2 separate regions of the Mus musculus genome follow, and region 2 is linked to region 1. A link is a contact called in public Hi-C data. All regions are on one chromosome and are shown on one strand. The core of a region is the stretch at or near the end of the contact, and the rest is flanking DNA. Distances in the headings are between cores, read along the strand shown. Region 1 has its middle 55 kb from the start of Mbnl2. Region 2 overlaps Mbnl2 (muscleblind like splicing factor 2).

Region 1 (5,782 bases), core at 2,603-5,102:
CTTCTCTGGTTCATTTCTTCCCCCTTGGAAACCGGAAAAAAAAAAACCTGGAGTTATTTGTTAACTAGATATAAACATGAGGCTATGAGCCAAATGCAAACATCCGCACGTGCCAGCAGTAAATTTGTTATAAGGTGGTGGCTATTTGATGGCTCTATTAATTAGTTGGTTCATGAATATGAACTATGAATATATATATTTATATATAGGAATATATATTTAAATATATATATATATATATATATATATATATATATATATATATTTCTAAAAAGTGCAAATGTGTGTGAGCTCATTCAAGTGTATGGAGGTCAGTGGATGACCTTAGGTGTTCATCCCTGAATTCAGCCTTGTTTAAGAGAGGGTTGCTTTGGTTTTCTACTGAGCATCACAGACTCGCTGTCCCTGAGCTTCCAGAAGTCCCTGTCTCTGCCTCCTGTCTTCCCACAGAAGCACTGTGATCATAGAATCTTCGCACAGGACTTGTACACATTTTTTACAGATTTGAACCCAGGGCCTCCTGCTTGCCCAGAAGTATTTTAGTCACTGCGCCATCTCCCCACCCCTGAGAAACTGACTTTTCGGAGACCCAGATGACTAGAACGCATTTGGAAAAAGAGAAGTTCCATCCTCCCTCATCTATGATACAAAGGACCACGGTTGTACATTTCCATGTTCTCTGCACTTTGAACATTGTAAGATGTCATCAAAACTCAGGAAGAGTCTGGAAGGGTGCCCTAGCCTTGAAGACAAAGATGGAACATGCGAGAAAGCCTCTTTATTGTAGTTGAGGGAAGAAGGGAGTCAGTAGATACTACTGGGTCCCTACAACAAAAGGACTATTGAGTCACTACCTGGGGGAATCCACGGGACTCAATTTCAGTATATTGCCATATTGTGGAAGCATTTTTCCAGGAATATTTCTTTTCTGGAATAGATTTTAATATCAATGAAGTGTTCATTTTTAATGTTCAGTAGAGTAACATGAGGAGAAGAAAGACCTCTTCCTATAATCTTAGGCTGGTCTCCACAAGTGAAGATGGAAGGGCCTGTGACCAGGCCATTGCTGGCTTAGGCAGTGTTGCAGTATGAACGGTCCGTCTGACATATGTCATATGTCACTTAGATTCCATGGGTTAATACCATTGTTCAAGACCATGACTTTTCTTTATCTTTGTAATTTCCTATGTACTCTCTTTTTGTTATTGTTTTGCTTATTTGAAGCAGGATACTGCTATGCTATGTAGACCAGGCTGGCCATGAATGAGTCGTCCTCCTCAGCCTTACAGGTGTGCACCCCCTTTCATTGATGGATGAGTCTTCCACTAATTCCATTTTCACTAATTGATGAGACTTTTAATATTGCTTTTATTCTTATGTAAAACTATATGCAATTTTAACAATGCCCAGTAGCTTAAGTCTAGTAAAAATGATAGCAATACTCTACTTTAATCAGAAACATAGATAGTCCAAAGTAAGCAACTGGACGTCTTTCTGTATTGGAGCCTGGGAATGGAAGATAGGAGGTTCCAAATTAATTTGGTTTGTGGTAGAGGCAACCATCTTGCTAATAACCCAAGCTGGAGTTGCAGAGGAAAGAAAGGTTTGTGAGAATCATTAGTTCTGTTTTCAGCATATATAGGAAGAGCTAGGTGAATATACCCAGTATAAAACTGGACATACAATTCTAGATCCTGGAAAGTGTTGGTGCCATGGTAAATGTGTATGGCGTATGGATCTAGAAACCTTTGCGTAATATCCTTTGGAAAAATGTTGATCTCAGAGAGCTATTGATTACTGGCTGGAAGTCTAGGTGTTACTGCTGTCTGACAAAGAAAAACAGCAGTGTTTTTCAAGACAGCAAGTCTATGCTAAAGGCTACCTGGGTCAGTAATCTAAATCAAAAGTAGCCTGGCATAGAGGAGATTCTGGGACAAGTATTACAAAATGAAGTGGCGGCAGTGGAACGGAGGGAGGAGGAGTCCCTCAACGAGTTCCTACCTCTGAAGCAAAGCCGGGATGGAGCATGGCCCTCTGGCACCTTTGGCTTCACTGGGGAGAGCCTTCAGCATTGGAAACACACATCTGATTTCCCTAAGACGATCCTTTGTATCTTCTAAGAAGCCTTGCCTGGCAGCAGATGAAGATGCGATTAATCCTCTCTAATTAGCTGTGGGATAGACATTTCTGTCTGATGAGCCTCCGTTTCCTCATTTTTAAAATGGGCATTGGATTAGATGGCTTCTGATGATTATGTAAGCTGTGATATTTTATATCCTTCTCTGAAACCTCCAGCTCCATTTAAAAACACAGTTTCATGCTCTTGTTGGAACGATTCGGCCAAAGCATAACGGGGAAGAAAAGAGACAAGGGATTTGGTTTCATTGTCAGAGGTGTCATTCCTGTGCAAGCTGGAAAACCAGCCTGCTTGCCTGCAAGCATGCTCATGCAAATCACTTAACCTCCAAAAAAATTGGTTAAAAAAATGGCAATGATGCGAAGAGTTGGGTGGTAATTCTCTCTTTCTGATATGGGAGAGCAGATAAGCACGTTATCCACTCTCAAAAAGGAAATTGCCAGGAAGGAGGAAGTGGATAAAGGGGAATTGAAGGCACAGTGTAAGATGTCCATCTTATCCTCTGGTCGGACCTGGCCGATGTCCGTTCTGAGGTGGACCCAACTGTGAGTGTGAAATTATCTAGTAGTAAAAAGGCAGGTGTGCTTAAGAGGCCACACAATGGCAATGTGGGCAGAGGGAGGAGTCTGCGGTCTGCAGGGCACTTGGCAGGGTGGATTGGCGGGTAGAGGAGGCCCAGAGAAGAGCGACCAGTGGGATGGAGAGAAGATGTTTGCCAATCTGCTTCTCCCAAATGGAGACCCAAACCTTAGGCCGAATGGAAAGATTGCTTGCTTTGTGCTTGTAATGAAGTGGGGTTTAAAAAAGAAACTGGGAGAAACGACATAGTGGCTGCGTTGTGAATAATTATGAGAGATGAAATTTGCCTCAGTCTCTATTAGCGCTCCTCGAGGAAGGAATGAGAGGCTGAGACAAGACGATGAAAGTGGAGCAAGGGTCAAAATCGGGAAGAGGCATTCATAGTGAACCTTCTTCAGTTTCTTACTGAATGACACAGGTTGATAAAGAAGCCAGAATCTGCAACATTTGACTTCCGTACCACATTCGTGCCTGATGAGACTGTACGGTGATTTCTTGGTAAACTATATATACTTTCAGTCTATAACAGTGAGTTGGGTATTTTTACTGACAGTATAAAAGCCTTGTGCTTAATTTTGTTCTAAACATAGGAATAAACATGCCTTTACTTTTTGCAACTTACAAATTATATTTGTCATCTTTTCCTTCCTTCCTTCCTTCCTTCCTTCCTTCCTTCCTTCCTTCCTTCTCTCTCTCTCGCCTTCCTTCCTTTTCTTTCTTTCCTTCCTTCCTTTCTTCCTTTCCTTCCTTCCTTCCTTTCTTCCCTTCCCTTCCCTTCCCTTCCCTTCCCTTCCCTTCCCTTCCCTTCCCTTCCCTTCCCTCCTTCCTTTCTTCCTTATTTCCTTCTTTTTTATTACTGTCTGCCGGCCTGTGTTCTCCTTTCCAAGATCAACCGAGATCCCTTGCCAAGACCAATACGTAACAGAGGGGACTTATTCCCAGGAAGGACTCCATGGTCTACTGGGAAGGCTGACAGTAGCAGCTACAGAAAGCTGTTCCATTCAGCTTTGTTCTTGATTAGCCTACAGTCTGTTGAGCCCTGCCTTGACAGGTCAATGTCCCCAGTAGACTCACCTAAGTCTTCTGACACATCAGTGAACTAACCTGCAAAAGAAAACATCTCAAAGCGATGTTCCCTGGGTGATGCTGCCCCTCCCTCGGGGCCATTATCAGCTCTCACAGGTAGATTTCCTCCTGTGAGCTAACCCTGGGTGTGTTGTGTGAGTGAGTGAGAGAGAGAGAGAGAGAGAGAGAGAGAGAGAGAGAGATGGGGGCAAGCCACATGGCATATTTAATCCATACCCAGCAACGGAGGACAATGAGTGCCAGCTGTGTGTGTGTGATCGCTGTGACTGACCAACAGGTGCAGGCTAAGATTCCGTGACTTCCCTCTGCCACTCTCATTCTGATTTCACTTTGATGAGATCTTTGCTGGGCAGTTCAAGTTGCATGAGTCACCCATTGGCTGGGGTAAGGCCTGGACCTATCCTTACATTATCCTTCCAAATTGGTGTGGCAGCAACTTTTTATGCCTCGGAGTCAAGGTTATCCACACCAGTTGAGACAGTAACTCTGTTTTGCTATCTTTTCTGGCTTCCAAGGGGCTGGAGCCAACCAGATTGTGAAAAAGTGTTACTCCATCAAAGTAATTCTCTATCCCCCAGTGCAGTCTAAGACCACAGAGCCCCAAGCTGCCTCAGCGGGCAGATTGAAGAGTCACGGAGGCAGGAGATGAAACCTGCACAAACAACTTATTGGGTGTAACCATGGCACATAGGAATTCGAGAAAGTCCAGCGTTTTCCTGGTCTCATGCTACTTCCTGATCCTGCTGGGACTTTTTGTCAGACAAGAAGAAAAGGACATCTCATTAAAAATATCTCAGAAGTCACCCATTACCCATTTAACACACATCAACAAACATCTACATCCATGTGTGCACATGATAATAGTTCCCTCAGAGATACTCTCAGTCTATCTAGGAAAGCTGTGGCTACATTGCCTTACACAGCAAGAAGACCCTTCAGATATGGCTAAATGAAGGCTTTTGAGACAGTGTATCTTGTATTGTCTAGACAGGATATTTGAAACCACAATGATGCAAAGGAAACATTAGAGTGGTGGGTCACAGAAGAAAGGGATGGGGGAAGGGAAATGTATGTATGTATGTATGTATGTATGTATGTATACATGTGTGCATGTATATGTATGTATGTGTGTATATGTATGTATGCTTATTTATATGTATGTGTGTATATGTGTATGTGTGTATGTATGTATGTGTATGTATACGTGTATGCATGTGTATGTATGCATATGTGTATATGTATGTATGGGCATATGGATGTTAATGTGTATATGTGTGTATGCATGTGTGTATGTGTATGTATGTGTGTATATGAATGCATATATGTATGTGTGTATATGTATGTATATGTGTGTATATGTATGTATGTATGTAAAGTATGTACATTTATGCCGGGAGTGGTGGTGCACACCTTTAATCCCAGCAATCGGGAGGCAGAGGCAGGCAGATTTCTGAGTTTGAGGCCAGCCTGGTCTACAGAGTGAGTTCCAGGACAGCCAGGGCTATACAGAGAAACCTTGTCTCGGGAAAAAAACAACAATAACAAAAAAGTATGTACATTTATATATTTATATATACATATACACACATACACACACACACATATATATATATATACAGAGAGAGAGAGAGGGAGAGGGAGAGGGAGGGAGAGAGAGAGAGAGGGAGGGAGAGGGGGAGAGGGAGAGAGAGAGGGAGAGAGAGAGGGAGAGAGAGAGAGAGAAAGGCAATGCATCACATACACTGAACTATATTGTATTGCTGGTTGTGAAGGTGAAGGAGGGATTCAGGGACCACTGAAGGCATAATGCAGGTGCTCTCTAGAAGCTGGTGAAGGCCACATCCTCCAGACAGAACACCTCCATGCCAAGGCTTTGTTTCTGGCTGAGGGAAACTTTCTTTGGGTTTCTAAGTCATAAATCTAAAAGATAACAGCTCTGAGGTTCTTAACGTCACGTATAGATTCTGGCAATGAGCAAGC
Region 2 (5,460 bases), core at 2,003-4,502, 150 kb before region 1:
TTTATAACATTAGATTCATCATTTATCAATGGACTCTCCCGTTTCACGAGAATTAATTCAATTTCCCACTGTCCTCTCTTATACACGCTGAGTGCAGAATATTATTGATCATCAATGTGCCGGGCAATTTTATACGTGGTTATCTCATTTTCTCCTCACAACAGCAGAGATGATTTCCTCCTTCAGAGAAGAGCAGATGAGATCTGAAGAATGAGATAACACATCCCAGACGATCTGCGCTAAGGAGTGAGCCGGATTGTAGCCCATGTCTTTCTTGAGTCAATCCTGCCACTTCACTGAGATATGAGCAATGGTTAACATCCAGGACAGATACAAATCTGGTGTTACCGTTCAGAGAGCAATAGGACGCAGAACAAATGTCAAATGTGAGGATGTGGCGCCGAGAGACAATTATTCGCTTGGTCTATGCGTGGACCGTGCACAGGGGTCAGCAAACTCACTTGTTCTGGGCTCACAGTAGAACTCAGCCCTTTCCTACCTGTATGAGTTGCACTGACTGGTGGTTTACTTAATGTATACAATGAAGACAGTGGCCATGTCCTCCTCTTAGCACCGCTATGCAGCTATATAAACTAAGACACTGATAAAGTTCACAGAGCTGTCTGGTATACAGGAAATTCTGAGAAATACAAGGAGTATGAAGAACATGCACGTGTATATGGTATTTTGTCTAGAGTAAGTATTCACTACTATTCTCAACCGCTCTTCGCTTCTCCGGTGGGGTAAGCTGGTGCATCAAAGCACGATAAAGACTAGTTGATGGTTATTACTCATATGTCATGTCTGGGGTTATTGTTATTATTCATATATCATGTCTGGGGTTGGTTTCCGTTCAATGGAGTGTCTTTTTGCAACTGTCCTTAGATAAACAGTGTGGACTGTAGCTCACTCTGGCATCAGGGTTTTAAGGAATGTTTTCTGTGGACATCTCAGTCCAGCACTGTGAGACTCGAGGAAACAGAATCTCATTTAAAAGACCCGACAGGATTAAAATCCTAAAGGAAAAAGCTATCTGACACCGTGAACAGTTCGTAGAAAAATTCTCGTGAAGGCCCGAGACTTCTCAGGACATGCATTCTTGCACAAAACAACTGTTGATTATCAAAGCAAGTTGTGACAACTGACTGACACAGGCAGCGTGAAGATTCTAGTGTCTGTCTCCATAGACCACCATGAAGCAAAAAGCGGAGGCACACAGACAGCGTCTCCTGAGGGTAGCCCAAGAAACAGACACAAAAAAAGTACTGGCAATTCTTCCTGTGGCTGCTGGGGATCATTTATTGTTTTCCTTCATTTTAATGTCTCTTCTCTTTTGCTTCTTGGTAGAGACGTTTCTTGGGGGACGCAGGAAGCAAGGCCCAGCCCTGGGAAAGCAGTGTAGGATAGAGTTGGGGGCACACCACTCAGGGCTCTTGGAGGGCCTTACAGTAACTGGAAGTCGGAGCCTAGGCTGAGGTCCATGAAGCAGGGTCACAGTAAGGACTAATTTGGAGCCAGAAACTCACAGCTCTAAGCATCTTTCACTTCTTGTGAGGGGGGCCTGACAGGTGCAGGGATGGGAGATGGCTGTTGGGTTCCAGGCCAAGTCGTGGATCCACTCAACTGCTATTTACTATTAAATATTATGCCTAGTGCTTGCCAAAGGTAAGCATGAACACCATACACTGTCTGCATGAAGCCTGTGGGCTGGTGGTAAAGAGAATGCTGACCAAAATTTGTGTATTGCACATTATGAGATGTGTTCTAGAGGGGATGCTGAGGAACTGCTGAAGAGAGGGCCAGATATGACAAGTGTTCTCTAAACTGAGAACTGAAAGGCCAAAGTGTGTGTGTGTTTGATGGACTGTGTGAGTCGTACACATATGTTGGCTGTACGGTACACATGGCATGCGGTTATATGTGTTGTGTTTGGAATGCTCACGTGTATCTAGTCTGTGTGTGGTGAGTCGGTACGTGTGTTGGGGGAGGAAGATATAAGGACGCCAGAGGAAAGGAATACGCCATGGGGAAGAAGCACATTCCATCTGGGAACTTGCATGTGGCTTCCCAAGCTGGAGCCCAGCGTGAGCATGAGTGGGAGTTGGGGAGGTGAGAAAAGATGAAGCAGGAAGCAGTGGGTAGAAGGCAGACACAGAGAACAGCGAGACTGAAGTTAGGGACACGGATGGTCTTCACTGTTGCATGAAGAGACTAACACGTCTGCTTCACGCGTGGCAGTCCGTTAGGTGCCACCATTCCCTTCCAATGCCACATTACCAATTTTATTGTTGTCTGTATGACTTGCTTAAAAGTCCTGGCAGAATTCTGATTCTGGGTCTGTGTGGCTTAGTCTACATTCCCAAGCAACCAGGTAGGTTTAGATTAGGGATGGTGGTTAGGATGAAGTTTAAATTTCCAGCAGAACTGAATTTATTAAAATAAGCAACCTTGGTGGGTTTCAATATGGAGAACCCATGCCCACCCGCAACAGAGTGAGTTAAGATACCAAATGAGTGTACCGTGTCTTTGCAGAACAACAGCCTTGAGCTCATCAGAGTTGGATGGTCATTGAGTTATATGGCAGGGAATGGAAAAATTGTAGCTTTAGCAAAGAAAAGAAGACTACAGAATCAGGTTAGAGTAAGAAAGAGCATAACAGAAAAGGGTTGTTTTCTCTTTTTTTCCTTTAAATTGCCTTTAAAAAAAAAACAAGTTGTTTTTAGAATCTTTCCCCAGCATGCTCCTCATTGAGAAAGTCAACTGGAATATGGAAGCAAGAAGGAATAAACTAAGGACTAAAGAATTGTCTCTCAACGACAGGCGCTTCTGTCTATATGAACTAGCAGATGTTGCCACAGCGCTCTCCCTGTGTTGGTGGATCTGCAGTTGGAAGGTAACAGAAACAGCGTTTGCCTCGTTCCCATGATGGGCCATAGATTCTGAGAAGGTTCTCTGGGAGACGGACTCCTGGTGAGCTTTAGCTCCCAAAGCTGTTCTTCCACCTCTCCTAGCCTTGCCTGGTCACAGAACTCTCAACGGGCAAGGATGAGGCTGGGGGCAGGCAGCGCAGAAGGCAGCCATCAGGAGAGACGGTATGTGCTCTCGGAGTAGTCACTGGAGACATTCTTACATCTAGAGTTCACTGTGGGCCATGGAACTAGTTCCTGGGGAAGCTGAATGTCCTGGACCCAGCTGATGGGCATGGGATAGCTAAGGGAGCCTCTCAGATTCCAGGCATTCCACAAGCTTCCAGAAACCTGCAGTCAGGAAGTTTGCCCCCACCCAGGGTTACATTCCTGAGTTCCGTATGTGGCCTGGAGAAGTAGTTTAAATTAAAGATTAAGAATAGACCCAGACCAGGAACCATACCACTAGGTTTTCCCGTCCAGATCTCCTCTTGTTGCTGGGGGCACTTAGGAAGTGTGAAATCCTGCTTCCATTAGTTCCATAGGCAGATGCAGATACTGTTGCTAGACTTCATAGCTTCTCAACAAGAATTTGAAGTTAATTCATACAAAATGCTTTAGTTGGCACAAAGACAAAAAGTTGGCACATAGCAAGCACTATCTAAGCTTTATTATAATAATTACCATCAGCATCACAATTAACCCCTTCTTTACTCAATGGGTAATGATATATATTTTAAAATGGTGCTCTACTGCACGCATAGTTTCTCCACAGCTGGGATTCTGTCTGGGCTGTGCATCAAGCTCTTTAACCCTTCGTTACTCCTATTCTCACACCAGGTGCCAACTTTGGATATTTATCTTTTCAAAGAGCCTTAGATCTGTCTGTCTTTAATATCTGTCTCCTCTGCCGAGACTTGCCAGGGCTGGCTCACACGGCGTGACTCACCCAGAGTTAAAGCAGTTAGTGTTACAGTTGGAAAGTCCTGATTGTGGCTTTCTCCCCAGATGGCCGTGGGAACTTTTACTGGTACCTTATAAAGCCTATGTCTTGGTTTTCTCATCTATGAAATGAGAGCAATTCTACTCTATGGTGTCAATGTCTTCTAACAGTTGTTAGAGCCTGAGGGACAGCAGAAGTTGCTCCAAAAATATACATAAAAGGCTGAGTACTGTTTTTCTAAATCTATGTTCTTGAATCGTCCCAATCTGGTGAAAGCAAGAAGCCACATAAAACAACAGTTACAGTAAAAGGTGACTTTGAGGACGTCTGCTATGAGAAGTTGGTCTAGCCAGGTGTGAGGACTGAGTTCAAACTAATTAGGACTAGGAGGGTTTGTTTATTAAGGGCTGACAGTACAGTGGCTCAGAACTGAAACCCCTCATCTGACAGACTATCACCATCTCGATCCTTGTACTGCAAGTAGCTCAGCAGGTAATTTCAAAGAGGCTCGACTGGCTGGCTGGGCCAGATGTTTGCAGCCTCAGTTTCCCCGTCATTTCAAACTCTTGTCAAGGTCTGTGAGGCAGAGGTAGCATGGGGTGGGAAACTGGCTGTGATGTGAAAGGGAAGCTACATTTTTACAGGTTCATTATTCTTAGGGATCAGAGTCAGGTGGGTTGACCTTAACATCTGCCTGGAACTCTTGCAAGTAAGAGTGTGGGGAGTGGCTTGGTTACTTACATCAGAACTTAATTCACAACATTAACAATGGGCCCCAAACAGCTCTGCTGAAGGCAACTGACACATCAGGCTTTTAGCTTTGTTTTGAATTTAAATAAACTAATTGAGCCACATGAGTTCTTATATTATTAGCTCCAACCACACAACACAGCAGATAAAACACAAACACACAAGGGGGCTGCAGCCAGAAGGACGCTGGAGGCTTGGGAGTAAATGATAACCAGATCTTCCACCAAAAGGGAAAATGTTCCACGTCGCAGGCATAGTGTACAAATCTAAGAAAGGTCCTCTCTGCTCATTACTTGGTTCAATTGATACGACCATTCATCTTGTATAGACCGTATATGCACTAATTTCCGGGTAAATAGCAAAACTGTTATACTTGTTAAAGATATTAGCATGGTATAGCTGCAGGTGTCTCTCTTCTGGGGCATGCTCCTCTTCCTATGCCACTTCTCAGGTGTGGAAGAAATAGGCAGGAAGCTCTGAGGAAGATTAGCAACAGAGTGCACCTACTGCCCTTGGGAACACACATAGGTGTGTGCATCTGCTGCCCTTGGGGACACATAGGTGTGTGCACCTGCTGCCCTTGGGGACACATAGGTGTGTGCACCTGCTGCCCTTGGGGACACATAGGTGTGTGCACCTGCTGCCCTTGGGGACACATAGGTGTGTGCACCTGCTGCCCTTGGGGACACATAGGTGTGTGCAACCTGCTGCTTTTTCAGCCCAGAAAGCCGTACAGGTGTCATTTTCCCGCCTATACCAACTGTGGTATACAACCAAGGTGCTCCATAGGGCTGAGGCACTAACCTGGAGAGAGCAGACTGACATTGCTGCTTCTCTGCAGCTGCGTTTAGGGCAGATATC

What was found. Hi-C and Micro-C count contacts between places; a contact is called where the count stands out from the background.
Region 2: a Hi-C map of muscle stem cells shows a contact between it and region 1, with 1.8 times the contacts expected there. The contact joins two enhancer-like sites. A contact is called at or near these places in 2 of 484 Hi-C or Micro-C datasets (the N1E-115 cell line and muscle stem cells), 3 of 115 datasets of contacts at active chromatin or transcription factors (T-cell acute lymphoblastic leukemia and embryonic stem cells) and 2 of 9 other capture datasets (adipose tissue and liver).

The regions. Positions count from the first base shown.
Region 1 is chr14:120,217,736-120,223,517 of GRCm38.p6, reverse strand. No RefSeq gene overlaps it. Among named protein-coding and RNA genes, the nearest start is that of Mbnl2, 55 kb to the left of the region's middle. Within about 2 kb of position 3,852, at least 5 of the 459 cell types and tissues checked have an H3K27ac peak or open chromatin away from gene starts, as enhancers often do. A contact at or near this core is called in muscle stem cells, where this site is marked.
Region 2 is chr14:120,371,618-120,377,077 of GRCm38.p6, reverse strand. All of the region lies in intron 2 of Mbnl2 (muscleblind like splicing factor 2), which reads right to left. Gm26679 (a long non-coding RNA gene) reads left to right here. Exons shown (of 3, transcript XR_003951152.1): 2 at 165-5,460. Among named protein-coding and RNA genes, the nearest start is that of Gm26679, 15 kb to the left of the region's middle. Within about 2 kb of position 3,252, at least 81 of the 459 cell types and tissues checked have an H3K27ac peak or open chromatin away from gene starts, as enhancers often do. A contact at or near this core is called in muscle stem cells, where this site is marked.